Linked DNA regions of Mus musculus: regions 1, 2, 4, 5 and 6 are each linked to region 3. The links are chromatin contacts, called in public Hi-C, HiChIP or PLAC-seq and promoter capture Hi-C maps. All regions are on one chromosome and are shown on one strand. The core of a region is the stretch at or near the end of the contact, and the rest is flanking DNA. Distances in the headings are between cores, read along the strand shown.

Region 1 (4,586 bases), core at 1,576-4,075, 870 kb after region 3:
ATACTATACACATCATATGGTTGCTGGAAATACATAGTAATACTATGGTGGTATAGTAGTAGCTGCCTAGCATGCACAAGATGCTGGTTCAATCCACATAACAGAAGACATGTATTCAATTTCCATTTTCTATTAATTGTCAACCAATTTCATTTTTAGCCATTCTACAACTTGACACAGCCTAAAATCACCTGAGAAAAGAGGCTTCATAGAGAAACTCACGTTACCAGGTTGGTCCGTGGGCAGGTCTGCGAGGGCCAAACCAAGAGGAATGTTAACCAATGCAGAAGGGCCTAGCCACAAGACAGGTGTCCTGGGCCGTATGAGAAAGCTGGCTAAGCATGAGTCTGGGAGAAGCCAGAGAGTGTGCCAGCAACTAGGTTCTTCTGTGGTTCCTGCCTTCAGTTCCTGCCCTGACAACTGTCTCACAAAGATGGTCTGTGACCTGGCAGTGTAAGAAAAAATAAACTTCTGCTCCCTAGCATGCGTTTACTCCTGGTATTCTCCATAACGACAAAATGAAGCTGGGAGGACAAATAACCCTGATTCTTTCTTTCTTTAATGACCAAGCACTACATTTTGGCAAAGCGTGCACTGGTTTTCACAGGTTCAGTTAGGTTAGGTTTAAAAACGAGCACAGGATCCCTAGTGTTCTTGTGAACGGACTGAGATAAAAGTCAGAATTTGGGGGCCCACGGAGTCACTGCCTATAGCAGCTGCCTTCTTTTGAAAGTTCATCTTCCCTATGCATATTACAACTCTTTTTAAAATATGATTTATTTTTGAGACAGGGTCTTACTGTTGCCCAGGCTGGCTTCAAACGTGAGATCCTGTCTTAGCTTCCTTGAGTACGGGTCCCATAGGTCGGCCTCACCACACCCGTCTTACAACTCTTTCTAGATCATCCAGCTACTTTGAGGTTATCTTCACCCACTTGGAAGAAAGTTGTCAAGCAACTCCTCACCATCCCAGAGCTAGATCCCTAAAGCAATCACTATCTGGACTCTGAGGCCTGGATTTGCTCTGTGGAGAACAGGTCACTAATGCTATTAATTATTATTAATTAATTTAATTATTAAGGCTTTATTAATTATTATTTTTCATGTTTATGGCTTATTTGCCTGCATGTATGTCTACATAATACGTGTGTGCCTGGTGCTCTCAGAGGCCAGAAGAGGGCATTGGCTTTGCCAGAACTGGAATTACAGATGGTTGTAAGACACTATGTGGTTGCTGGAAATCAGGTCATCTGGAAGAAGTCACTGCTCTTAAACACATCTCTCCAACCCCTGCCGTCTGATTTTTAAGAAAGTTAAAATTTAGGGCCTGAGATATAATTCGGTGGTAGAGTGCTTGACTAATATGTGCAAAGTCCTAGGGTCAGTCACTAGTATTGCTTTTATGACTTATTCTTTCTTTGAGTAATTAAAAGACATGGTCTCTCTACATAGCCCTGGCTATCCTGAAACTCACTAGGTAGCCCAGGCTGGTCTCAGACTCGCAGAAGTCGACATGCTCCTGCCTCCAAGTGCTGGGATTACAGATGTGAGCCACCACATCTGGCGCTACGATGCCAAATCTCACCAAAATAACAAATAACATTTTAAGCATACTGCCAACAAAAATAACAGGGAGTATGATTAACATATTCCAAGTCCACACAGAGTGCTCTGTATAAATTACAGCGCCTGGGATCCTTACACTGAAGTTGGATGGAACAGCAGTGACTTTGCACTTGGAAGACAGTCACGTCACTTCTGCTTAATCTCTACAGGCAAGGGAAGCAAGGCCCGCTGTACCTTGAACTGCTAGGCGAAGGCAATAACCAGCTCAATGAGTTTTCTCTTTGCCAAATGGCAAAAATGGCCAGTTGAAGACTGATCCTTAATAAATATAAACCAACCAACCAACCAACCAACAAACAAACAAACAAAAGCCCATTCGATCTGAATCACAGTGATTTGTTCCCATCAGGGTCCAGTTTGCCCTTCATAAAGTGTTCTGCCAGTAATTCTGAGAAAGCAATCGGTGTTAAGGGGCCAAGAATCCACTAATGTCTACAAAGCACGCGATGCCAGGGGTCAAGCAGGCTAATCCATGAACCAGTAAGTAGAAAACCAACACTATTACTTTGGTAAAAGTTAAGCAATCATACATTAATTATTAAGCAATGGCTCTAACAGACCTTAGTGATACCCAACTGGAACAAAATAAGTAAATATAAACCAGGCAGAGGGCAGGAGCAGCTACGGTGTTAATAAGTTTATCTCTTGAGCAATTTTGGTGTCATCTCTGATTAAGAATACACCTCTGCTCACAGACTTCTGGAACGTGCACATGATGTGGGGTGCAAAACCACAGAGTTATAAAATCAGAGGGCACAGGAGCACGACACTGTACCCAAAAGCCTGTTTTTTTTCCAACTTTACACTCTCCAAGTTACCCGCGTCCCAGCAGCCTTTGCGTAGCTTGCCTCCAATCAGCGGGAAGCCCCGGCGAGGGCGGGGAGGCGCGGTGGGGCCACGCCCCCTCCTCGCCTGGTCTCTGCAGTCACCCTCCAGATGTGCCATCCCCTCCATACCGGACTGAGCTGTATCGCTACCCTAGTGGAGGACAAAACCAAGGCGAGCATCCTCAGAGATTGGGTTTCTTACCTGCTTCGCATAGGACGCGGCCTCCGGCTCGTCCCGCCTCCTGCTGATGGCGGAGTCCGGAAAAGACTGACTGGAGAATGGGCGTGCTTACATGATCGCCTCACCAAGGACTGACTTCTTGTCCCGCCCCTTCTCCCCTTTGCTTAAATCCGTTGGGCTGCCCTCCTGTCTGTCAGAAGCGGGTGTCACCAACAACAACTCTTAGGCTAGTGAAGCTGTGAGCTGCGAGAGTGCCTTGAAGTAACTTTAGGTGGAAGATGCCAGAAAGTAACTCCGCAGAGGGTAGCGACAGAAGCGAGGAGCAGGTGTCTGGTGCTAAAGTCATCGCCCAGGCTCTAAAAACTCAAGTACGATGGATCCCTCGGGTGTGAAAGGCTCTACAGAAGCAGACGGGGACCTCGCGTTGTCCTAGAGACGGAGGGCAAGGAGGCGGGGGCGGGGGTCCTGTAGGTCTTTCCTTTGGACCCCCCGGGAGGGCAAGAAGGCTGGGTCACCTGATGATAGTTGTTTGTTGCCCCTTTTCCCTCCTACCCTCAGGATGTGGAGTACATGTTCGGTGTCGTAGGCATCCCCGTGACCGAAATCGCCCTTGCTGCCCAGGAACTGGGCATCAAGTACATTGGGATGCGGAATGAGCAAGCGGTGAGTCTTGACACAGGGACCAAATGGCAGCCATTCGATGCACACAGCGTCCCATCGTTTCTAAAGCATTGCACGTACCACTGTTAATCCTCCTTGACAGGAAAATGAGAAGAGAGAGACTAAGTTAAACTTGCCCAACGCGAGTCATTTGGTAGTGGCATTTGAACTCAGGTATTCTGAGTTTGGAGCTATGCTTATACCTTTCTACCGTAGTGTACTCTGCCACATCCAAATATCAGAATCGAAAGGGGTAGTCTTACTTCACTACTAGACTGTTAGTTCTAGCAGAGAAGGCATATTGATTCATCGCTAGGTAAGTGTATTGCCAGCATCTGATGTAGTTCCTGTACATGACAGGTGTCAGAGAGTGATTAGTGATTGAAGGCCAGGACTCATGCAACATAAAGTGGAAGACATTATAGACGGCAGTGCCGTCATTGGAACTCAGGGCTCTCAAACCCCAGTTTGGTGCTTTCCCTCAGCATTATGCCTCCCTCCTTTGGGGTCTTACCTGGGAGAGGGAAAACCAAAGGACATTTTATGAACCCACTTAAAGTATTTTCTCTGGCAGCCCAGGATTACCCTCTCTTAGCAATCCAGGCAAAAATATCAAGTATCTGGTGCAGATGAAGTGGTTCAGTGAAGTTCTACAAAGCCACGTAACCTCATAACCTGAGTGTAATCTCCAGGGCCTGTATGGAAAAATGAAGGCGGTTTCTGATTTATGATTCATGTTGTCCTTGGACCTACACACACACACACAGGCTGAGTTAAATTGTTTTGGACCTACACACACACACAGACAGGCGCTCTCTCTCTCTGTCTCTCTGTCTCTCTGTCTCTCTGTCTCTCTGTCTCTCTCTCTCTCTCTCTCTCACACACACACACACACACACACACAAATAATTTAAAAGATTAAGAATTGGGGCTGAAGACTTAGCTCAGCAGTTCATAGTACTTGTTGCTCTTTCAGAGACCAGGATTTGATTTCTGGCATCCACGTGGTGGCTCCCGACCTCCCATAACTCTGGTTCCAAAGGATCTAACGATTTCTTCTGACCTTCATGGGTGGCACACACGATTCACACCCCCCCCCCACACACACACAGCTGTCCCTTCTGCTGCCGTCACTGCTGTCCTGATCCACGCTCTTGACCCCTTTTCTCTGCCATCCGATGTGAGTTCCATTGGGTGTGGCTCATTTGCTTTCAAATCCCCACAGTACTGACTTGACTTGAGGTCTCTATGTAATCTAGGTGTGTACTACACTATTTGCTAATTGAAAGACCT
Region 2 (4,653 bases), core at 1,636-4,135, 680 kb after region 3:
GGGCCTCTATAAGGTTGCACACAGCACACATTCATAAAAACAAACACAGAGGAGGAAGAGGAAGAAGAAAGAGACTTTATTGACACCATTTTAATTTTTGGTCCCACTGGTTATGTGTATGATGTAGGTAATACTTTTCAGGAATATAGATTTATCTTATTTACTAATTTATAACAGGGTCTCCCTATGTAGCTTCCTGGCCAGTCTGGTCCCGTTGGGGTAGTAGGTAGTACTTTTCAGGAATATAGATTTACTCTATCTATCTATCTATCTATCTATCTATCTATCTATCTATCTATCTATCTATCTATCTATGAGAGGGTATCACTATATAGCCTCCTGGCCAGCCTGGAACTTGCTGTTGATCAGGATGGCCTCAATCTCACAGAGATCCACCTGCCTATTACTCCCAAGTGCTAGGACAAAAGGCATATACTGCCATACCTGGCCAAGCTCTTTTACATTTTAACAGATGCAGGAATAATAATATATTTTGATGTTAATAAAACTTGAACACAAATATTTTTAATTTTTTCTATTTTTTCCAGAATCAATAGTTGTTACTATCTCAACAGCTATGAAAATATAGTTGTTAAAATACTAATTTTGAATCTGAGTGGTCCTAAAGAACTCCCAGTTTTTAATATTACTACCTTGATTGACTGTGTGATATGAGTAGGCTGTGTAATATGCCTAACCTTTCTTCTTAATAAACAGTAAGACACACAAGATGTTAAAGTGTTCAAGATGGAGAAAGGTGAGCCCACCTAGTACTGAAACAACCTTTGCAGCAAGATCACACCCTCTCTAATGCAGAGATGGAATGCTGTAAGATACTTTAATCAATTACTCTTCATTAGGAAATTTTATCACCTCAATCCTAATACACTGAAATACACATTTGGTCCACTATCTCAACCCATACCCTCTAAACCGCTTGCTTGCTACCCAAAATCAGTTTGTTCTGTGTTCCAAATCAAGTACCTGTTGTGCTTTTAAATCCTAGAACTTTAACCCAGAGGAGAGCATGCTGAGGCTGTGTGTTTGTTCAGTCGTATTAATTGCTGAGTCAACATCCAGTGTTAAACAGGCATACATGTAGAAGAGAGTAAATCTTTCATCCTCGAGGAAGGCAAAACTCGATTGGCTGTAGCACATGGACAATTATAATCACAAAATATTTTAGTAATGTTGTCATAACACCTTTGTTTTGGAGAAGTCAAAGTCTTTCATACTGCTAATTCATTCACCTTCAGTGCACTGATAAAGAGACATGGGGTGACAGAATTCTCATTTCATCGGCCAGAGTTGATGCAGAAAGAAATTAGGCACTGAAGAAAATGCAAAGCAAGAATCATTTTTTTTTTTCTGGCTAAGCCTCTTCCATCAGTTATGAGAATTCCTCCATTTTAAAGTAGCAAATACCAACCATGGTAAAAATGTAATTTTAGAAAAGCAATTGTTTCAGCAGAATTATGGCATAGTTATGTTAAGAGATATCAGAAGGCTCTTAGTGCATTTGATCTTGCACTTTGATATTTTCTGTTCTTATGGGGCTAAAGAGTTGTTTTTAATAATAGCATTATAATAAACTGACAGTCCTGGCACTGATCCCCATTTTTCTAGACTGCCATTAGGCTCAAATCGATTCTCTAAATAAAGTCTGTCCCAAGAGACACACCAATGCAGGGAAAAGATGAGGTTTGGTTTTGTTTTTTAAACCAACCCGATATCTCACGTTTGTGTTCTAACCATCTGTACCTTTTATTAATCAGGGGCTGGAGCCGCCCAGGCTGACAGACACAGGAGAACAACAATCTTCTCCCACACAAGCCTGGAATGGTAACAGTGTGCGGCTGCCTAAGAAAGAAAAGCCTTTTCTGAGCTGTGGGTTGGCGTGGGTGTGTGTGCCAGGGCGAGGGAGTCATTCCTCTTCTCCATCCAAGGATGCTATTTATTGAAAATCCTGCACATCTTTTTGAAAAAATTGATTTCTTTCAAGTGGGAGGCAAAAACCCTTTTGATGATAAAGAAGAAAGGGGGAAAAAAAACACATGCAAGATTGAAAGGGGCGCTTTGGAGAGAAATGTTCCGCGGTCACAACCTGTTCAGGCTATGAAGACCACACCCTTCAGTCTCGCGTGCCAGCAGTCCCCCGGTGACCACGTCTCCCCCAAAGCCCGCGGAGACATTCTCACTCTCGCTCCACGTGCGAGTCCGGTTCCCCGCTGCCCTCGCTACTCTGTTGAAAGCAGCATCGGCCCGGAGGTCTCCCTGGCTCGCACCGGCTCCGGCTGCCTTCTCCGCACCTGACTGAGCTGAGCTTGTGCACGCCACCTCCACGTGCCATCCCGGGCCGTTACCCGGTACCCAGTTTCCGTCCCTCCCCACCTCCAGTCCGGGCTCCGCCCACCGCGCCCGGGGCGCGCGCCCAGACGCCCCGCCACCTGGCCCGCCCGCTCCGCGCGCCGCCGCTTCCTGTGCCCCGCCCCTCCCTCCGCGGAGAGGCGGAGCCCGGGAGCGAGCGAGCGCGGTGGCGTGGCCAATGGGCGCTCGGCTTACTCTGGCCTCTCCCCCGCGCGGCCGCCAATCGCGGCGGGCGGTGGTGGTAATATTGTGGAGTGGAGTTTGGATGCCGCCGCGGCCGCGGGCTGGAGCGGCGCGGCGGCGGGGGCTGCTGGGGTATTTCGGGAAGGGGGTGTGAGGCGGCGGCGAAGGCGGCGGCTGCGTGTGGGAGGTGGCTGAGAGCTAGAGGGAGAGAGCGAGAGAAAGGACGGAAGAAAGAGGGCGGGAGTCCTTGGAGGAGGCGGGACCGGCGGGGCTCTTCGCGGCGGCGGCGGCGGCGGGCGGCCGGGGAGGCGGCGCCGCCCCCTGCCCGCGCTCTCTTCAACGTAGCCGGCCACCTACCCGCCGGGCGCGGGTAGTGGCCGAACAGCGGCGACCGCCATGGCGTTCCTCAAACTCCGCGACCAGGTAGGTGAGGGGCGGCGGGGCGGGATCGCGCCACCGAGGAGTCGGAGGAGGGTGGACCAGCGGCGTGGGCCGCCCGGGCGCCCTGTCGGCGCGGTGGCAGCGAGGGAAGAGGGTGTCCCGGGTCGGCAGCCGTGCGGGCCGTCCGCCTGTCAGTGCAGCCCCAGCTCCGAGAAACCCACGTGCCGCCGGGGGATCGCGGCCGCCGCCACAGGGGCGGGTTCTGCGCTCGCCGCCCTCGCGTCCGGCGCGCTGCCGGGTAGGCGCCTCCTCTTTCCTGCCAGGTGAGGCTCGGGCCTAACAGGTGGCTTTGCGGTGCGGAGTCGGAGCGGGGCAGGCGGCGGCCGTGACCTGGGGTCACGACCTTGCCCTCGGGTTCGCTTCGCGGGGCGGTTCACGGTCCACCGCACCGTCTCTGCGGAGAGGTAGTGGCGGTCGAAAGCAAACCCACCGGTGCCGATGGATTCTGCTGGGGACTGGTTGTTACGGTGCATATTCCCAGGCTGGTTTTCTCTTGGCATATTCTGCACCATCTTGGTTTAGTTTTCCTGACTTAGGAAGAGCTTGTCAAAGAACACCTGAAGTGCTCAGAAGACTGCAGTACACTGTGGGCTGGGAAAAATAACTCTGTATCTACCAATGAAATCGCAACTATGTCTGAATGAACGCTTGTTACCCTTTTAAAAAGGCGAGAAGGTGAATTACCAGACGCTCCCCAGTGTTTGTCTCTTTTAAAGAAAAGGGAAAGTAACGAGTGGATTTTACGGAGTCGCGGGAACCTATTAATGCTTGAGTACCCCTTTTGCCATTGTTTTTCTGAATAGGAGATACTGAACAGATTTGAAGGGAAACCAATCAGAAAGTGGGCACAAGCTTAACAAAAACGATAGGGAAAAACTTAATGTTTTATGTCATTTTCTACCAATTAAAACTTAAGTTCTGAGTCTAGCTAATGTCAATTCTCACTTAAAAAGTGAATATTCTACTTAGGCTGAATGCTGACTTTTAGTATCATTTGGTATCAGCAGAATTTTAGCTGATATTAACAATAGGGCATGATACTTTGAAAAACTCTGGTTGATAAGTTTGTATTTCAAAATCTGTGAATAACTTTACTGTTCAACATGTTCCATTAGCTACACATAGAATCTTTGAGTTGATTAAAATTAAGAAAGCACAGTTTCTCAGTTGTGCTAGTCAAAAGCACACTTTTCAAAAGTGCTCACCAGCCACAGGTAGCAAAACCTTTCATTGCACAAAGTTGTCAGGAAAAAACAAAAAAATCTGTTAATAACAAGCAGAGTTCAAGCCCAGATCATCTAATTCATATGTAGTTAATACCATGAAACTCAAGATCTAGATTTTCAGCTAATCTTTATTACTCTAGTAACTCTTTGTACCTGAATATTTGGTTGTAATCCTTCACTTTTGGAAATGTATTTTGTGATTTGGTCATTGTGTGTGTTAGGGATTTGGTAGACTGTTAGAAGATCTTACTTTATAAAAAAAAATGAATAAATAATAAAAATCTATTGGCATCTGTGCATTTGAGTGTTTAGTAACTACAGTTTTGAAGCAGTCGTAACACTGATTCAGTTTTGTGTAATATTCTTTAACACTCAGTGGTGATATTGATTTTTAAAATGTTACCTGTAAACTTGAGAATCCGTGATGAGTAAGTTA
Region 3 (4,473 bases), core at 1,202-3,701:
TATAGGAACTTCTTTTTCTATTTTTCATGTATAAAGGGATTTATTTTTAAGTTAAAATATATTAATTTAACCAAAATTATCAATACCATTTTAGTCAAAGATAAATTTACAAATGAAATTTTGAGGAAACTGATTTTTAAGCAGGGTAAAGTAAAAAGAAATGAATGACTAGATTAGAGAAGAAAAGCAGGATTCCGTCAATCTGGACTTGGGCAGCTCGCTGGGGATACCTGTAAAAGAAATTTTTCATTGGACATGTGGCGCACACTGTAATCCCAGCACTTGAGAGGTTGAAGCAGCACTGTGAGTTACAGGCCAGCCTGAGCCACACAGCTATACCGTTGGAAAACAAGCAACAAGAACAAAAAGGGGATGTGGAGGGATGGTTGAATCCAGTAGAGCAACAGACACAAAAACTAAAAACCAGACTGTCTGAGGTCAGCAGGCAGCAAGGCAAGGGAGGACACAGGGAGGCAATCTACCACTTTAAGGACCTTGACTACATAAGGGAGAAAGGGTGATAGATAACCCGAGGTTTTGTTGGAAAGTAAAAGAGGAAAAAAAAATTAAAATTAAAAAGTGTGTGTGTGTGTGTGTGTGTACATACATGGCAAGAAAACAACATAATGTCCTTCAGAGATGCTTGAACAGAAAACTGTGCGGCAACCAGGAAAGGTGGAGAAGGCATAGCACTTTCATCTGCCTCTAGCTGGAGAGTGACACCTGGTGCCCACAGATACAAAAGGGAGTTGACAAAGAAGATAACTCCACAAGGAAGAAGCCTGGGCCTTTCCTTGGTCAAAGTTGGGATGGGGGAGGAATGTGAGAAGAATGAGTCTATCCATGAGAAATGAACACTGCAGGCGTGTGCTTTCCAAAATGATGGATTGGCAACACTCCAGTGCTGCCCAGTTCCCTCCTCTTGTAACCAGTAGGCCTTGGAGAAAAGTCATTCCTTGGGATGGTCAGAGAAGTGGTAGAACAAAGGAGTAAGAACTGAAAGGGGCCAAGAAGAGCAGCTGAAGTTAACAGCCTGGAGTTCATGGTGGGAGGGGAAGGAGGGCAAAAAGCTGTTTAGCTTCTAGCTATAGCCAGAAGAGAGCTTGCATGTGTGGGCGAGAGAATGCACATGGGGGTTGGGGGGAGTATAATGTAAAGAAGGATTTGATCAAAGCACTAAAGTTTCAGAGGTGAACTAAATCACACACTGACAAAATTACTGACTCAATCAAATGAGGCATGAGGCAGTTCCCCCTAGTCCCCTGGGAGGCCAGGCATTTAAAGAAAAAATGGCTTTAGTATAGATATATACAAGGGCAACTGTGGTGATGGCCATAAAAAGAAGTTACATAACTCGGCAATTAAGAGAGACCTAAGTAAAACTGTGAAGGTAAGGTGTGAGGTGGCCTCTCTGACAAAGTGTCACTCTAAAAGATTAATGAGATTTGATCAAGGTCAAAAGCAGAGTTAGCATCTCGAAATGAGATAATGAATAAAGGCTGGAACTCAGTGAGAACTTTGTAACCAAAATTCAAGAGCTGATTATAGTATTGCTCGCTGTGTAAATCTTTCAGTCGTTCCAGAAACATCTAAAAGTTACAAAGCTAGGAAACCAGACTTGTGACTTGGGTTTTCTACGGCCACAACCAAGCTGGATTAGGGTCTGGAGAGTTATCTGTACATAAGTACGGTGTTGAAGCGAGAAGGGACAAGTTACACGGGTCCGGGGGCGGGGGGTGGGGGGGTATGCTCTTAAATTATATTTCACTGAAATGGCTCTCAAAAAGTTTAAGGATGCGTGACAACAGCAGGACCCAATTAATGCTCGTAAAAGACCAGTTTTGGATAACAGAGAAATAGCAGTGCAGTGCTAATAGGATGAAGTCAGGAGGAAAAAGACGAGAGGGCTCGGAAGAGAAGGACAGCGGTGAAGATGACACCGCGAAGGGTACCGGGTTACAGCACTTACAGCTCTGTCCCTCCCACTCAACTTTGCATCTTACGGAAGGCGCCGGGTATGCACCACCCTGACTCTCCCTCTCAAGGACACCATCATCGTCATCCAGACCCACCAGAGCCCTGTAGGCCCTGCACGCCGGGCCCCATTCACAAACCCAGAAGCAAATGCAAGGGGCTGGTCCGCGCCCCCACTGCCCCGTGCCCTCCGCTCAGGTGAGAGCCGGCGCCACACGTCACTTCCGGTTTCAGGTGCGCCTGCCGGAAGATATCCGGCCCACGGGCGAAGCCGCGGCTCGCTCGGACGGGCTCCGCCGCAGAAGGCTAGACGCCCACGGCGCGGGGCCACAGCCTCATGGAGAGCCCGAGGCGCAAGTACTCTCACCCGGCCTTCTGTCCGGCTGCCGAACACTCACCCAGAACCACGCGGCTGCCCAAACGAATTCTTCGTCGCTACCGCCGCGACGGAGCGTTGAGACAAACCTTAGCGCATGCGCCCTAGGCCTGTGCTAAGCACCGCCTCTGGGGGCGGGCAGGACCAACGGCGCCTGCGCCTTGCTGAGCCGTTTGTAAGCAAGGGTTTGCCACGTGCGTTGACCAAAGGGAGCCGCGCGTGGCCTTTGTCCTGGGCTAGGTTGGACTGTGTGGTCAGTCTGTAGCCATTTGAGCGGCTTGTATCATTCTTGACAAATGTTATCTAGTTTTATGAATTAAAAGATATTAATAAGTTATTTCTCCGTCACCACCGGTGAAATAAGCCAATTTAAACCAGATTATACTAAAGGCAGGTTTATTGGAAGGCGGTTGTCTGTCGAGTTCACTGGCCCCAAGGGTTGAAGTCGCCATTGTGGGGGTGGGGGTCGTGTATGCGTAGAGAGAGAAGGAGAGAGCAAAATGCCTGGATTTTTTTGGGAGGAACCTCTGAGGGAAGGGCAGCCCAGGCCCTGGGCTGGGAAGTTCAGGGTTATGGGGCAGGGTATGCCAGGTAGGGACTGAGACATGGTATGCCAGGTACGGACTGAAGGATGCTGGGAAAACCTGGAGGCTTTGATATGTAAAATACGCATCTCAGTCCCTTGTCCCTGGGTCTGAAACCAAACTTTCTTTCTTTTCTTTTTTTTTTTTTTTTAAATTTGGTTTTTCGAGACAGGGTTTCTCTGTATAGCCCTGGCTGTCCTGGAACTCACTTTGTAGACCAGGCTAGCCTCGAACTCAGAAATCATTTTTAGAGAAAGAAAAGGGAGTCTGCCAATGAGTGACTAGCTAAAGGTGCTCAAATCCTTTGCTTTGACATCCTCACCTCACCGCCTTAGTCATCTGGCACATCTTAAAACCGAAGAGGAAAACGTACCTTTATGACCGCTCACCAACACCACCCCAAGACCTGGGCAGAGCACCTGAGTGCATGTACAACATGCAGGTCTACAACAGATGGCTTAACTACATTAAGTCACTTAATACTTGTTAACTAATATTAACTATCTAAGCCAAGTAGTAACATTCTTTACCCAACCAAGAATCCTGGAGGTGGTCTCGCTTAGGTGAGAATTTACAAAGAAAAAGCCCAGTTTCCCAAGAGGTAGCTGAATTAAACTGGGAACTAATTAGCCCAGAAATGCCAAGAATAGAGAAGGTGGAATTGTCAGGGTCCTTGGCACGAAGTCCAGTGTAAAGGCACAAAACTTTGGGGGGCAGTAGTGAGAGGCTCCTCACTGCCATCCCCAGCAACCCGCCAGTTTATGAAGCAGAGTCAAAAGATTTCATTAAAGACATTTTAATCAGGGCTTAAGCTCAAAGGTTAAGGAAAGGAGGGGCTCTGCGAAGCAAGTGAAACACACATATATTCGTGCTTCTCAGAGAGCCACGACTGTCATAGCATTAGCCAAATAAATATTACATCTCAAGAGATTGCTAAGAATTCTCTGCACACACCACCCCTCCTATTATCCTTCTCCTAGTAAATCAGATTATAAGGTAACTCTGGAGATACCTTGGGTAGAAGTAAAACCAGGCTTGAGCTGACCAGGTGGCCACCAAACCTCAGGACCTGAATCCTGTCTTCAGGACCCACATGGTAGAAGGAGAGAACCAACTCCCACACCTTGTCCTCTGAACTCCAGGCATGAACATTATCTCTGTTCTCCTTCTCCTGGTCTACTCCTCAAGCTTATAAAGCTAAATTATAAAACCCCTGCCTGTGCCTAGAGGGATGGGATCATTTCCCCTGGCAGTGGTCTCCGAGCCCGCTCTTCCCCATCTCTGCTCTCGCCTATACCTGTGTCTTTACCCAGGTGCCCGTCAAGGACTTCGTTTCCTAACTGTACCGGGGTATTAACAACACAGTTGGAACCACTGCTGTGCTTGTGAAGTTTCTTACATAGGTCTGATGGAAGACCTAACTGTATCACCTAACAACCCTGCCCAACATGAAAACCCACAGCTGACCCAGGCATGGTGGCTCGTGCCTTTAGTGCCAGCTCTTGGGAAGCATAGGCAGGGAATCTTAGTCCAAGGCCA
Region 4 (4,352 bases), core at 1,525-4,024, 520 kb before region 3:
ACACAGAGAGAGAGAGAGAGAGAGAGAGAGAGAGAGAGAGAGAGAGAGCAGCCAGGCAAAGGAAAGGCCCAAAGTGACTCACTTTCTCCAACTAGAGCTCAGATCTCAGTAAGGCGTAAAATGACAAGTTCATCCGTGGATTAATACATTGATTAATTAGGCTAGATCCCTCATCATCCAGTCCCCTGACCATTATCCCATCAGCCAGCTGACCACCGAGCCTTAACACGGAGCCTTTGTAGTATTGCAATCTCAGCAGACCCTCAAATCCAGGTTTATAACACTCAGAGATCCTTGCTAGATACACTGTGGGTGAATTGCTAATACATATCCTCATTGACTGCGGGGGTGAGCGCTGTGCTTTGAACCATCTTTGGGATTTGTGGTATGTTTCACATTACACTGGAGTAGGCAAACAGTGTCAAAGTCACTGTCTTTCCACCTGGTCCCCAGAGCCTGCAGAGAGAGGAGGGAGGCTTGGCTTCATTGCTTCTGTGGAAATGGCACAGGTAGGCAGGCAGGGGGCGTTCCTGCTCCTTGTCTGGGAGAGAGTTCTTAAAGAGACCCAGCGCTGCTCTTCTTTGCCTTGCTGCTGCGTTGAGGCACTCAAACTTAGTGGAACCTATTGCTTTAGGATTCTTTGCTCTCATTCCTAGTGTGACTGAAGCTCAAGGTAATTGTGGTCCACTTAGAAAAAGTAGAGAGTTTTCTGGGGAACGAACCCAATTATGATTTTGGTAGCCTGTCCCTTTTTGGTAGTTTTAATTTAGTTTTTCTCAGCAATATTTTTGAAAATTAAGTATATAATTAAACCCTCATAACCTCAGAGGCTGTCAATAGATTCTACCACCTGTGAAGCAAATAAAATAAAATAAAATAAAGCATTGTGTCTGAACTGAGCTCTTGTTCTTGCAGACTCCAATCTGTCCATTCTTCCCTAGACAACACAGTATAGCGGTGTAGACAGTGCTGGCATGATATTAAGTATTATAAATCATCTAAAGATGATTTAAAGCAATAGGAGAGACAGAAGGGACTGGAGTATCTGTGAAATTTGGTGACAGTGGACACAGGTTCTAGAAGTGTCCCCAAGGATATCAAGGGATGATTGTCCCTGAACTGTTCGCTAGTCCTAATAGCATGAACTGAGGGCCCAGGAAAGAGTTACATTGTTCACCTGAAACAGAAGAGAGAAAATAGACGTGGGCCTCTCCAATGATGGCTGCTTCCACTGACCCGTCTGGGCCTCAGCCTTTCCATCTACACACTTTAGTGCCGCACAAGATTATAGACTAGTTATGCTACCGACAGCTTCCCTTGCCCTTCCTAGACACATCACTGAGATCTGGCTTTGGGGCCATGTGTTCTTACAAGCTGACACTCCGTGACTCCGGTTGTTGTTGTCCCTCGTGTTTTATCTCCAGCCTCTCCGGCTTTCCAGACAACCTGTTGGTCACCACCATCCGCAGATGGAGGGATATTTACTTTCTTAGTTATCCACCCACTGGGAATGACCATACATCATCTAGCAGGTCTTTAAAAAGTTCTCCTGGAGAAGCAAAAGTTCCCCTTGTCTGAAGTGATCGATAGCATCAAGGCATGAGGGATTTCTTAGTCATGAGTAAACACGGATGGAGCCCTCTCAGGGCTCATTTAAATGGAAGAGCAGGTAATAGTTCACTTGGGCTCGTTTTCTAGATTTTAAAATGCCATTTCTTTTCTAGCAGAATCAATTTTTAAGCTATTAACCCAGCTCTCTTTAGACATTTTTCTTGTGGTTTGGTTTATTCTGGTTGTTACTTAAGCCTCCCAAAGGGAAGCATCAGATCAGACTGTGGCATGTGAGCCAAAGCCCCGCTGCCGGAACTGTGGAGGGTTTAATGGGGATGGCATCGAGGGAAGGGGAGATGTTCTAGGGGTGCCTATGCCAGGGCTGGTGCTGTGGCTTCAGGTGTCACCTTATGAACTTGGGGATGGGACCTCCAAATTTTACCTGTAAAAGATACAGGGAAAAAAAATAGTTGAAGCAGCCTGGCATAACTCTAGGTTATCAGTCTGTATTGTGATACTATACTAAAGGACTTGAAGCTTAGTGCTTTATGAAGAAAAGAGATTTCTTTAGGTTTATGAGTCTGAATGGCTGGAGGCTCGTATGCGGTGATTATCTTCTAAATGACAGAGTCTCAGGGTGACACAGGGCATCATGTAAGATAAAGGGAGTATGTGTGAATGTGTGTCTTTCTTCTGATATTCTTTTAAGGAAAACACCCAGTCTTAGAGGCTTCACCCTGATGATATTCTTTATATACTACTATACTACATATTATAAGTATACAATAAATATACCACACATGCGAGGGAATCCAAAAGGCCCTCCTTTATACCCTCTTACCTCACAATGGGCATTAGACTGAGTTCTTGGAAAATATAGTCAAACTGGATTCAAGTTGTAGCACCTTCCTAACAACGGTGGCAAGGCATAAATTTAGTGCTGATTTACAAGGGAGCAATTGGCAATAGCTATGGGAATTTAAAACATCCTCACCCCGAACCTCCAGTCTTGTTAATAGAACTTTATTCCTCTGCTGTACCCACCAATTCACAATGAGTTTGGCAGCTCTGGTATGCCAAATATTTGAAAGCAATTTAATCTATAAAAGATTGGTCAAATATCCTGCAACATAGTAAAAATCAGACAAGTCTACAGGAGGTCATTAGGAAGGGGCCCTGCAGTGGGCTGCAGACTAGCTGTAACAAGGTAACTGTGTGAAACATGGCACTTATGTAAAGACAGAAAAGTGTAAAGAAAGCCCAGAGGGGCTTGCATTCAGAAGGCCTTTGTGAGGCAGCCAGACATCCCCTGATTCCTAGCCTGGTTCCCCTCTAATCTTTGTAAACTCACTGTAAGATGAAACATCCCCAAACCTCATTGCACCGAATCCACCAAACTAAACCACTGGGTCCATTAAACTCCTGAATCCACCAAACCTAACCATTGAGTCCACCAAATAGCAAACTGATTGAATCTACGGTGAAGCCCTAACTGCCTTTTCCAAAGGCCTCATCAGCTCAGGCTGTTTGCAGGAACTGAACCTCAGCTCTGGCTTTGCTGATACAAACCACATTCAAACCACAGTGCTTGTGACCGTGGCTTACTTATCTAGTTCTAGAGATGGGGTTTATAGTGCAGCCTGGCTTCAAACAAGCCTTGCAACTAATCCTCCTGGTTTAGAATCCCAAGTACTGGGAATACAGACACATGTCACATTCAGCCTTTAGATCATTCCCCAACTTACACACACACCCCACAGACACACACATGCACACACCCACACACACACACACCACAGACACACACACCACAGACTCACACTCCACACACATATCACATCACTTACCCACCCCCCCAACACACACACTACACACTCACATACCGCACACTCATACCACACACACACTACACACATACTTGGGTCAATCTCACCCAGACACCCCTGCCCCTTCACACTTTAGTGCTGGCATTATAGGTGTGTGTCACCCTTGCCTTTCAGTTTTGCATTTGTAAGGATGGAAATACTTGGAGACAATATGGACGCTGGCCTTATTCTTAGTCCCTTTGGTTTTCATTCATTATTTATTCATTCTTGCTGGAATGTAAGTCATTGCATTGTCACAGGTCAGAATCCTTGGAAAGCAAGCTGGAATCTCCATGTGGCTATGCTCTCAGGGAGTATTTTGGAGTGGGGAAGTCAGAGCTGACCCAGGATGGTTGTAATGCAGAGCTAATCACACCCAAACAGTGGCTCTGAATTGAGGCAAAGGGGCTCTAGTCTCATGATTCATGTTGGCCTGTTGTTGAGGGCAACTTGTCACTGGCGCCCCGGGTGCTCTCTGTCAGTGAAGGAGTGTGGCCTGCGGTCCAGGAGCAAGGTTCTACATGGACAATGAACATTCAATACCCATGCTTGCCTTGGCTTTACAGAGACAGCAGTACCAATCTTACACTTGTTTTGAACATACCTTGGTTCTACTCCTGGCTCAGCTATTCATTGGCTATTACCTGGGCAAGTTTTTGTCCCCAGTAAAACTTGTCTTGATATGAACTGGGGAATGCTTTGTTTGTCGTGGAGCTTAACAGAAGAGAAACAACTTTGACATGCTTAGGAACCACAGCAGTGAGTCCCAAGTGGTACATCTACAAAACACTCCCCAGCATAAGGCTCAGGAAATGTGGCAGAAGAAGGGGGCAGAGAGATTGTAAGAGGCAGAGAATCAGGGAATTTGTTGTGGTATGTGTCTCCTAGGAAGGGCCAGAAGATACTCCTAGAAAGTTCACCAACATGATGACCTAA
Region 5 (4,621 bases), core at 1,285-3,784, 800 kb before region 3:
CACCATCTTCTGCCCCTCCCCCCAGGTAATCTGCATTGGGTAGGTTTGCTCAGGCTTTACTTTAAAAAAAAAAAGATTTATTTATTTATTTTATTTATATGAGTACATTGTAGGTGTCCTCAGACACACCAGAAGAGGGCATCATATCCCATTACAGATGGTTGTAAGCCACCTTGTGGTTGCTGGGAATTGAACTCAGGACCTCTGGAAGAGCAGTCAGTGCTCCTAACTGCTGAACCATCAGATTTTACTGTCCATAGCCTGGCCATCCCATGCCCTCCCGAACCAAACCCAGAAAGCATTCTTTATAGACTCCAGACTGGGGATCTGCAGGGAGGCATGAAATCAATTCTCCAGCACTTTAAATAAAAGTGATATGGGGTAGGGGTGTTGGAGGGCACTGGACCTAAGCATAGAACTGTTTTGTCAGACCCCTTGACAGTGACTGTCTGGGTCTTGGGATACCGGTAATGTTTATTTCATATTTCTGTATCTATACCATGAAAATACTGTATTGGTGTGTCTCCTTGCTTCCAGAAACAAAACTCTTGTGTAAATTAGTCCCCAGACTACCCCCCCCAAGCTCTCCTAACTGATCACTCCTTTTTCTGCCTGTAAAAGAAATCCCCCAATCTTTGCTAAACCACTTAAAAAAAAAAAAAAAAAAAAAAAAAAGCAAACCCACCACCTATGGCCACAAAAGGCCCTCTATCCAGGAATCCGAGGACACTGGCTATTGACTGGCCTTGCATTTACATACCCAAGGGAGCCACTTAAGTGGCCCTTCACAGGACAAAGATCAGCTTCTGTAGGGTTAAGAGAAGAAAGCAACCCTCTGCCCTCCACATTCCTGCAGTGCACACCCTCACGGAAGGCTGCTTCTTGGACACATTCGAGGGGACTGCTCTTAGCCTGTCCCACATTCTTCCTGCTACAATCACTGTGGAGAACCAGTCTGCACCAGACATGGGAACTCTCAGACCAGAGGCCCCGCTGGAGCCCTGAGTATTCATAGATGACTAGAGCAGCAAGACCCCACCTGTCTGCTGGCTAGCTGAAGGTCTGTGTTCCCTGACCCCACAAGCTCCAGGTTGGCCTTCATTGAAAGGCCTGATTTTTCAGCATGCTGGCATGTTCCATCCTTCCTCCACAGGGGCCGTGGGGGTCCTGTCATTTGAATGTGTTGTCTGAGGCTCGTTTGCTGGAAATGTATTCCCCAGATGTGAATGTTGTATGCATCTGGAGCTTTGGGAGACTATTAGAATTAGATGGGGTTGTGAGGGTGGCACCTCAGGGTGGGATTAGTGCCTTCATAAGAACAGGAAGAAGGGCCAGGAAGAGGCTCAATCAATCAAGTACTTGTTGTGCAAGGCTAGGACCTGAGTTCGATCCCCAGAACCCACATATCAGCTAGGCACAGTTCTAATTCCAGCACTAAGGGGAGATTGAGGCAAGAAGGTTTGGGGCTTGCAGGTCAGCAAATCTATCAGAATCTATGAGCTTCAGGTACAGTGAAAGAGCCTGAATCAAAAATAAATAAATAAATAAATAAATAAGGTAGAGAACAAATAATGAAGACATCCAATGTCAACCTCCACCCATGCGTGCCACACAAGTACACACATGTACACAAACATAAAATGGAAGAGCAACATAGGCTAGAGCCAGCATAGTCCCTCTGTCTCACCACGAGATGCCTTTACCACGTAGGCTGCTGCGTAAGATGCTGTGGGAGGTCCTCAGCAGAGGCTGAGCACGGCGGTTATGCACTGTCATGTGTCAATGTCAACTAGTGTTCTGGGCCATCAACCTGACGTCATCTGGAATTAACTAAAACCCTCACGTGGTAGGCCTCCCTGTGGGAGACTTTGCATAACTTGAAGTAGGATGATCCGCTTCTAATCTGGATCTTTGAGATAGGAAGGCGCATCTTTAATCCGGATATTTTGAACTGAAAACATACACCTCTCACCTGGACCACACCTTCTGCTAGGAGCCTATGTTAGGACATGGAAAAGGAAGCTTTTATTCTTTGCCTGCTTGCTCTTGCCTTGCTAGCAAGTCCACCCCTTCACTCGCATCAGAGCCTACTTCTTTGGAATTCCAGCATAAACTGAAGATGAACTGAGACATCCAGTCTGGTGAACTGAGAGACTACTGGATTCTTGGACTTTCCTTTCACAGACAGCCACTGTTGCCATAGCTGTACCACAGCCCATAAGTCACACACACACACACACACACACACACACACACACACACACACACACACACACACACAGAGAGAGAGAGAGAGAGAGAGAGAGAGAGAGAGAGAGATTCATTCTATAAATTCTTTTACTCCAGAGAACCCTAACTAAAGTCTTCCCAGACTCCAGAACCAAGAGCTAAGTAAATACTGTTACCCACTGTACAACACTAAGTTATAGCAACCTCCGGAAGGGACTCTAGCCAGCTCAAGCGTGGCGAGCATGCTTCTGGCAGGCCTTGCTCTTTTCCCTGATTCCCTCTGCCTTGCTAAAAACCGTTAGATTACATTCCTAAAGCTAGCTACCAAGGTCTATTCCCTTATTTGGACACTTCCTCCTCCTGAGGCTGACTACCAAAGTCCAGCTAGCAAAGTATTGAAGTCCAGCAATCAGAAGCCTCCTTTGGTTCAACTAATTAGCATGCCTCATCCTAACACAGGGTTTCCCTTTTACCTTTATAAACTGCCATTTTCCTATGTGTCAAGTCTGTCTCCTGTCTATCCAGTACCTATCCACGATGGGACAAAAATACCTCTTCTCCCTTCTCCCTTGTCCCCTTCCTCTTCTCCCTCTTCCTTTGTTTCCTGCCCATGTCTCTTACTCCCTGCTCTCTGTCTCTCTGGGGCACATGCATCTCCTTTGTGCTGAGAACTTGGTCTTGGGGGTCCTGAGCCCCTACTTTTCCTTTCACCTCCAAAGCAGACTAAGGAAGGCTCTCCCATGCACCAAGCACCTGCTTTGTGCTAGGCAGTGTTCCATCCGCAGCTCTTAACAAGGAGGCTCAGGGCATTGAGTGGTGTACACAGCTAAGAAGCAGCAGGTCCTCCCATGAGCCTCTTAGATGCCTACATCTCTACCCCTTCCCCTAAGCCTTGGGATCTCAGGGCGGGTCTCAGAGGCTCCGGGTGATGCTGCAGGTAGAGTGATGGTTGTAGCATGGCAGGAAGCACTGGGCAGAGAGGAGCCCGGGAAGACTGAGATCCCACTATGGGAGAACAGTAGGAAGAGGGGCTCTGTCTTCTTAGTTTCAGTTCCTGAACGTGTGCTGAGGGCTCCAAGGTCAGACAACTGGTGTCTGCGGCAAAGTGCAGTGTCGAGGGCAGGGGCCATTCTCAAGTCCACTGTGGTACAGAGGGCTGCCATAATGTGTACCCACACACTGTGTGGCTTAAAACTCCTGACTCTGTGAGAGATCTGAAGAGCAGAGAGCTGCAAGATGTCGGTAGGACCTGCGGCCTCTGAGTCTCTAGAGAAGCATCCTTCCTTGCCTCCTACAGCCTCTTGTGGCTTCCTTCCTTCCTTAGCATTTTTTGGAGTAGGCTGCAGTCTCTGTCTCCACTCCCAAAAGGTTTTCTGTCACTGTGTCCCCTGCCTCCCCACAAGGATTCCAGGCACTGGATTTAGGGTCTGTCCAGCTTGAATTCAGTTCAGCTAATTGTATATGTAAGCACCCTACTTCCAAATAAGGTCAGACCAAGGTGCCAGCAGGCATGAATTCTGGGTGGGGGGAGACACTATCTGCCTGGGACAGCAACCCCCTCCATCTGCCACGGTGGCCCCCATGTCCATTTGTCTAAAGTCAGCAGGAACGGTGGATGCCAAGTTGATGAAAGTCTCAATCTGCTATCTTTCTGGAACACTCCAGAACAATGCTGCTCCCACTAAAAGTGTTTGAGTTACTAGTATTTTTTTTCTATAGGTGAAATCCTTTGTTTCAAAACAGACATCTCATGAGCCAAATAAAATATGTCTACAGGCCAAAATCAGACACAGGCAATGAGCCTTGACTTGCAGCTCAACGTGCAGCTTTAGAGCTATGCTCCATGTCTGGTCACCGTTGTCACCTCCTGTACCCTTTCTGTTCCCTAGCAATTGCTCCTTCACTGGGGTCATTGAGGCCAATATCTTTTGAAGGCCCTGCCCCAGGCTCTGAGTGTACTGACTGAGTTCCTGCCTAGCAGAGCTCGGATGGACTTGAGGCTGTCTTGTTCTGAGCACTGTTTTCCAATCTCCTGAGCCACATGAAGCATCGACAACCTACTGTCAGCAGATTCTGTCCCAGGGGTCTAGGTGGGGCTCCTGGACCAGCATTTCCAACAAGTTCCCTGGTGATGTTGATGGAGCTGACATACTGACCCAGAGGAAGGGTCTAAAGAGCAGCCTGGTCCATGAGTGTCTGGGCTAAAGCTTCCTAGATAGAGCACCATGAACATGGACTTGGATCCCTAAGGTAACCTGGGTCAATCAATCCCTATCTCGTAATCCTCTGCCACCTTCCTCCCCACATCCTACATTTCTCCAGGGCTTTATATACATCTTCATTTTGAGCTGGCATGGGACACACCTCCCCCATACCAACCTCCAAGTTTGGC
Region 6 (4,263 bases), core at 797-3,296, 930 kb before region 3:
AGCTTTTCCAACCCCCACCGTTAGGATATTAATAATAAGGTAAATGCCCTGTCACCTGCCATCTGAGTCTGGTTCTGCTCCATGTCTGTCCTCAGCTTCTCTTGGCCATGTGCTCATGGTCCATCCTGACTCATGGCGACCTCCTTCTTCCCTCTCCTCTGTCCTCCTCTTGGTCTCTACTTGAGATCCACTCACTCTCTCTGAAGTCCTGCCTTCCTCTGTCCCCTGCCCAGACACAAGCTCTAGCCTTTTATTCACCAATCAGAGATTACTGGGGAGCATTCTTGACAGCACAATGCCCACTTTCAGACTGCAGCCTGATCTTGGGGTGCAGAACTCAGCATCTGAATACACAGTGCACAAGACCAACCCCAACAAAAGGGTGCTGTCTTTGCCACCACAGGGGATCTATACATGTCCTGCAGTACCTTTGACCTATGAACTATAAGTAGAAACATACTCTGGAAGAGAAGAAAGTTTTTAGTAAGAATTGTAGAGGGAGAAGAGGCCCACCTTGAGAGATCAAGAAAAGCATTCTGTGATAAGAGGTTTGTTTGTTTGTTTTTTGTCAAGATGTCAGTACAATCATGCTCTCCACTGCTGAAGACATACCAGGGCCTTCCCATTACACCTGTAATAAAAACACCTCCAACACAGGATTTTGTTTTTATCAGTCTTCTCATTTTGCAATGTCTTCTTTGGTGTCCCAATAGAGCTGGCCTGTCTTCAGTTTTCCCAGTCTACCCCGTTCTGGAACTCCTTGTTCGCACATCAAGTTAACTCGGACATAATCCCTGGTCAAACCTGTTCTCAAATTAGGAGGCAGCTCCTTAGAGAAGGCTTTCCTGGCCTTATTAATACATTGGTTCCTTTCATAGTTGGATGTGTCCTTAATTTGCATTTTAGTGTCGATTTGATTTGGTGTATAGTTTATTATCTTGATACCACAAGAATTCTCTATAAGTTCTACTTATTGCTAGTGCTAGTACACTGCCTTTAAGAGAATAGGCAAGCAATAAAATATTTACTGGAGAAATAAGAAATTAAAATTAAAAAATTGCTGAGAGATAAAATGGGGGGAGAATAAATGAATGAGTGCTCACATTTGCTTCATGATAGCATCCCTGGAGAAAGACCATTTTAACATGTAATGGGAACAGTCTACCTGAATTTACTCAATACATATTTGTATATTTTGGAAATCACAGTATACTACACAGGTGTAAGAGAGACTGCCCTTTATTTCCTACTGTCAAAGCAATTGTCATACTTTTTTTCCAAGTTTAATATACTGTGCATGTAATATATTTTATATAAACGTAGAATCATTCTATATGTATGTGTTGCTTCTTTCTCTTAGTGATATTCTCCGTTGTTGGCGAGAATGCCTTTGAACTCTTTAAAGTGCTAAATATATTTTGCCTCATGAATGATAGTGATTTAAATACCTTTCCATCCATTGTCGAGGCTCGTCAGTTTATCCGTGAATAGTTAATATTTGCGAGAGCCGCAAGGACTTGCAGGTAAATCAGGTAAGGCAAAAAATCTGGAGCAGGAGGGTTTGGGGGGTAAAAGGAGGTAACTTCTTCCAGGGAGCTAGAGAACATCTACTCCTTGGTGGGTGGTAGGCCCTTGAAGAGTATCTGTCAAACCAGGACTCTCCGTGGTTCAGGTGTGTGCCCTGGCACGCGTGCCTGACCTTCAAACACTAACCCCTCCTCCCCGCGAGGCTAGCAACCATGCAGGCTTAAGCTATGACTGGTGTTTCGCCGCCACGCGCCGCCACGTGCCATCGCAGACCCGCCCCCTGCTGCTCCCGGCCCCGCCCCTCACACGCGGCCGCCCAGACGCTGCTCGCGGCCCCGCCCTCAGGGGAAAACCTCCGCTACTGCAGCCCGCCCCCCAGTGTAGCCACGCCCAAGTCGCGGGGCCACGCCCTCGTAATCCGGGCCCCCGGGGCTGGCCCGCCCCTAGGCCGCTCGCCGGCGCGGAGGCGGGGCCCTGCGCGATGACGTGGGCGGGCGTGCGCGTTGACGGCCCGCGTCTCTGTTAGTCAGCGGAGCGGCCGAGGCCGGACGTTGCGGCCGAAACGCGGAGCCGCGAACAGGATTGAGTAGCGGCCGCGGCCACCGCAGGACGGCGCCGTTCTCCGCTACGGGCTTCCAGGTCGCCGTTGGCTGCACTGCCGGGTGAGTGCGCGGGCGCCGCGGCTCGGGCGGCCGCCGCTTTTCCCCGGCCGTGACCCCCTCCCGGGAACGCGCGCGGGGCGGGGGCGGCGCGGGAACAATAGCGCGGGCGGCGGGGGCAGCGGGGGGCGTGGTCCACTCCGCGCGACCTGGCTTCACCGCTCCGGCCGGCTTCCACGTCGCGCGGGGGGAAATGGAGCGGGTGGGCGGCAAGTTCGGAGGTGCTCCCGCGGAGGTCGGGCCGACGCGACCGTGCATACGTCTCCCGCACCCACGGGGAGCGTGTTTTGACTGTGGGCGGTTTCTTTGTGCGGACGTGAGTGCCGCGACGCCGAGAAGAGCCGGGTGGCCGCGAGCGCGCCGGCCTGCGGGCCGCGCCTTGAGAGGGGCGCCTGCCGCTGACCTTTTGACTTTCCCCCGCCGCTGTCCCTTTGTCTTGCGCTTGGGTTCCTAGTCCAGACAAGGTAGAACCAAGTCCATTGTAAAGTACCGTAAGGAACGCATTACATTGTTATTCCCGAAAGTTTCCCATCCCACCGGGAATTTAATATCATGTTGACTGCACAGTGTCCGGTAGTTTCTATTTTTACTTCTGAAATTAAGTGATCTTTTCAGTAGAATTCTGGTCTGCCGGTCTATTGTGTTTTGAGATCAGCTTCCACCAAGTACCTGGTCAGTTAGAACATGTTTATTTCATTCATTCATTTGGCAACAGTTAGTGCTGTATCCAGGTGGAGAAGATGTGAAGGCCAAGAGAAAGACCCTTAAAAATTAGGGTAGTATGGAACAGAATAGATGTGCCTTTAAATGAGACGATTATGTAAGGGATGTATGTTAAGTAAGGTATTTGGCTCATTTGACTGGAACTTCCAAGGATAGTGTTAGGAAGAATATCCAGGTTTGGCTTAAATATACTACCTTTATTCTTAAATCCCACCCCCCCCTTGTCAATTTTCGTATCATTGGTAATGGTTACTTCAGTTCTCTTATTGAGGCTGTTAAACTTGGAAGGTTTACTTCTGTGTCTGACGAAGTAATCAAAATGGTACTTAGAGGCCTATTTTGCATCATTTCCCCATCACCAAGCATGGAAGTCATACTCATTGGGTTGATTGAAAGACTTTTATAGACAAAAATTTAAAATAAAGCCTTAAATTCTCCACGAAGTTTCAGATGTGTCACATACCACTCTCAGTTGGCTAGATCATAAATTAATAGAGGATGTTACCTGTTAAAGACCACCAAAGGGTTTGGAATCACTTTTTCACTTCTAGGTTAACTATTCCTGATTTTTTTCTATATAGTTAATAAAATAGAGGATTATGGCTTGTGTGTATAGTCATAAAAAGTTGAGTAGCCATACTTAAAAGTCAGAGATGCTCCAAACTCTCCAAATGAAACACTTACAGTGTCTTGTAGATAAAGGGGATTTACTTGGTACTCTGTCATCAAAGTTGAGAACTTTGTCCACTTCTAGTATTTTAGGTAAGAGCTTTCTCTAGTCATGTATGAATACACCCAGACACAACAGTGATGTTTCATTAAGAATCTAGCATGATTGCATTTATCTCCCTTAAAAAAACTTATGACGGTGGGTGTGCCTGCATGATGTTTTTGTGGGGTGGGGTCACACATGCCACTGTGTGCATGTGAAAGCCTAAGAGCAACTGTGTGGGCTTCATTCTCTTCTTCCACCTTTCTGTGGGGTCTGGACATGGAACTGGGTTCCCCTGCTTCCAGGAACCTTTACCCAGTGAGCCATATTTATCTTTTTGTGACTATTATTTCACAAGGGTTTCGATGATTTAAGTTTGAAAATCAACATGTAAATGTATCTTACAAATATTTCTAGTAGTTCAGCGCTGCTTAATTTCTTTAGAGGTGCTTACTAGAAAGGTTAAATCTTAACTTGTATTTAACCAACTCACAAAGCATATGGGTTTAAAAATCCAAGTTTTGGTGCATTTCCACTATTTGAAAAGTATCTTTTCAGTATGAAAGTAGTTCAGATGAACTTATTTACTGGTAAGATAGGAATGAAAAAAAATAAGAACATGACTTTGTTACTATAAGATAT

What was found. Promoter capture Hi-C pulls out the DNA fragments that hold promoters and counts their contacts. Hi-C and Micro-C count contacts between places; a contact is called where the count stands out from the background. HiChIP or PLAC-seq counts read pairs in DNA pulled down with a chosen protein or histone mark.
Region 1: a contact with region 3 is called in a promoter capture Hi-C map of stem cell-derived epiblast-like cells, with 2.4 times the contacts expected there. The contact joins the promoter of Hacl1 here to the promoter of Ercc6 in region 3. A contact is called at or near these places in 2 of 39 promoter capture datasets (embryonic stem cells and stem cell-derived epiblast-like cells) and 1 of 484 Hi-C or Micro-C datasets (embryonic stem cells).
Region 2: a contact with region 3 is called in an HNF4G HiChIP or PLAC-seq map of pancreatic cancer cells. The contact joins the promoter of Ankrd28 here to the promoter of Ercc6 in region 3. A contact is called at or near these places in 2 of 39 promoter capture datasets (HPC-7-derived erythroid cells and pre-B cells), 2 of 484 Hi-C or Micro-C datasets (the G1E-ER4 cell line and embryonic stem cells) and 2 of 115 datasets of contacts at active chromatin or transcription factors (bone marrow-derived macrophages and pancreatic cancer cells).
Region 4: a contact with region 3 is called in a Hi-C map of embryonic limb bud, with 2.2 times the contacts expected there. The contact joins the enhancer-like site here to the promoter of Ercc6 in region 3. A contact is called at or near these places in 3 of 39 promoter capture datasets (cranial neural crest, frontonasal cranial neural crest and stem cell-derived epiblast-like cells) and 5 of 484 Hi-C or Micro-C datasets (embryonic limb bud, gonadal supporting cells, myocytes and 2 more).
Region 5: a contact with region 3 is called in an H3K27ac HiChIP or PLAC-seq map of microglia, with 5 times the contacts expected there. The contact joins the enhancer-like site here to the promoter of Ercc6 in region 3. A contact is called at or near these places in 6 of 39 promoter capture datasets (the 3T3-L1 cell line, embryonic stem cells, frontonasal cranial neural crest and 3 more), 1 of 484 Hi-C or Micro-C datasets (forebrain) and 1 of 115 datasets of contacts at active chromatin or transcription factors (microglia).
Region 6: a promoter capture Hi-C map of pre-B cells shows a contact between it and region 3, with 2.5 times the contacts expected there. The contact joins the promoter of Mapk8 here to the promoter of Ercc6 in region 3. A contact is called at or near these places in 4 of 39 promoter capture datasets (hematopoietic stem and progenitor cells, neural stem cells, neutrophils and 1 more) and 2 of 484 Hi-C or Micro-C datasets (CD4 T cells and embryonic stem cells).

Annotation. Positions count from the first base shown.
Region 1 is chr14:31,639,204-31,643,789 of GRCm38.p6, reverse strand. It overlaps Hacl1 (2-hydroxyacyl-CoA lyase 1), which reads left to right and starts at 2,825. Exons shown (of 17, transcript NM_019975.3): 1 at 2,825-3,001; 2 at 3,192-3,296. The coding sequence starts at 2,912. Btd (biotinidase) reads right to left here and starts at 2,733. Exons shown (of 4, transcript NM_025295.4): 1 at 2,655-2,733. The coding sequence starts at 2,665.
Region 2 is chr14:31,828,647-31,833,299 of GRCm38.p6, reverse strand. It overlaps Ankrd28 (ankyrin repeat domain 28), which reads left to right and starts at 2,885. Exons shown (of 28, transcript NM_001024604.2): 1 at 2,885-2,973. The coding sequence starts at 2,947.
Region 3 is chr14:32,511,499-32,515,971 of GRCm38.p6, reverse strand. Ercc6 (excision repair cross-complementing rodent repair deficiency, complementation group 6) reads right to left here and starts at 2,451. Exons shown (of 21, transcript NM_001081221.2): 1 at 2,373-2,451.
Region 4 is chr14:33,029,798-33,034,149 of GRCm38.p6, reverse strand. The region is part of intron 40 of Wdfy4 (WD repeat and FYVE domain containing 4); the gene reads left to right. Among named protein-coding and RNA genes, the nearest start is that of Lrrc18, 41 kb to the right of the region's middle. Within about 2 kb of position 2,774, at least 5 of the 459 cell types and tissues checked have an H3K27ac peak or open chromatin away from gene starts, as enhancers often do. A contact at or near this core is called in embryonic limb bud, where this site is marked.
Region 5 is chr14:33,308,799-33,313,419 of GRCm38.p6, reverse strand. The region is part of intron 4 of Arhgap22 (Rho GTPase activating protein 22); the gene reads right to left. Among named protein-coding and RNA genes, the nearest start is that of Gm41130, 79 kb to the right of the region's middle. Within about 2 kb of position 2,534, at least 24 of the 459 cell types and tissues checked have an H3K27ac peak or open chromatin away from gene starts, as enhancers often do. A contact at or near this core is called in microglia, where this site is marked.
Region 6 is chr14:33,444,941-33,449,203 of GRCm38.p6, reverse strand. Mapk8 (mitogen-activated protein kinase 8) reads left to right here and starts at 2,046. Exons shown (of 12, transcript NM_001310454.1): 1 at 2,046-2,189.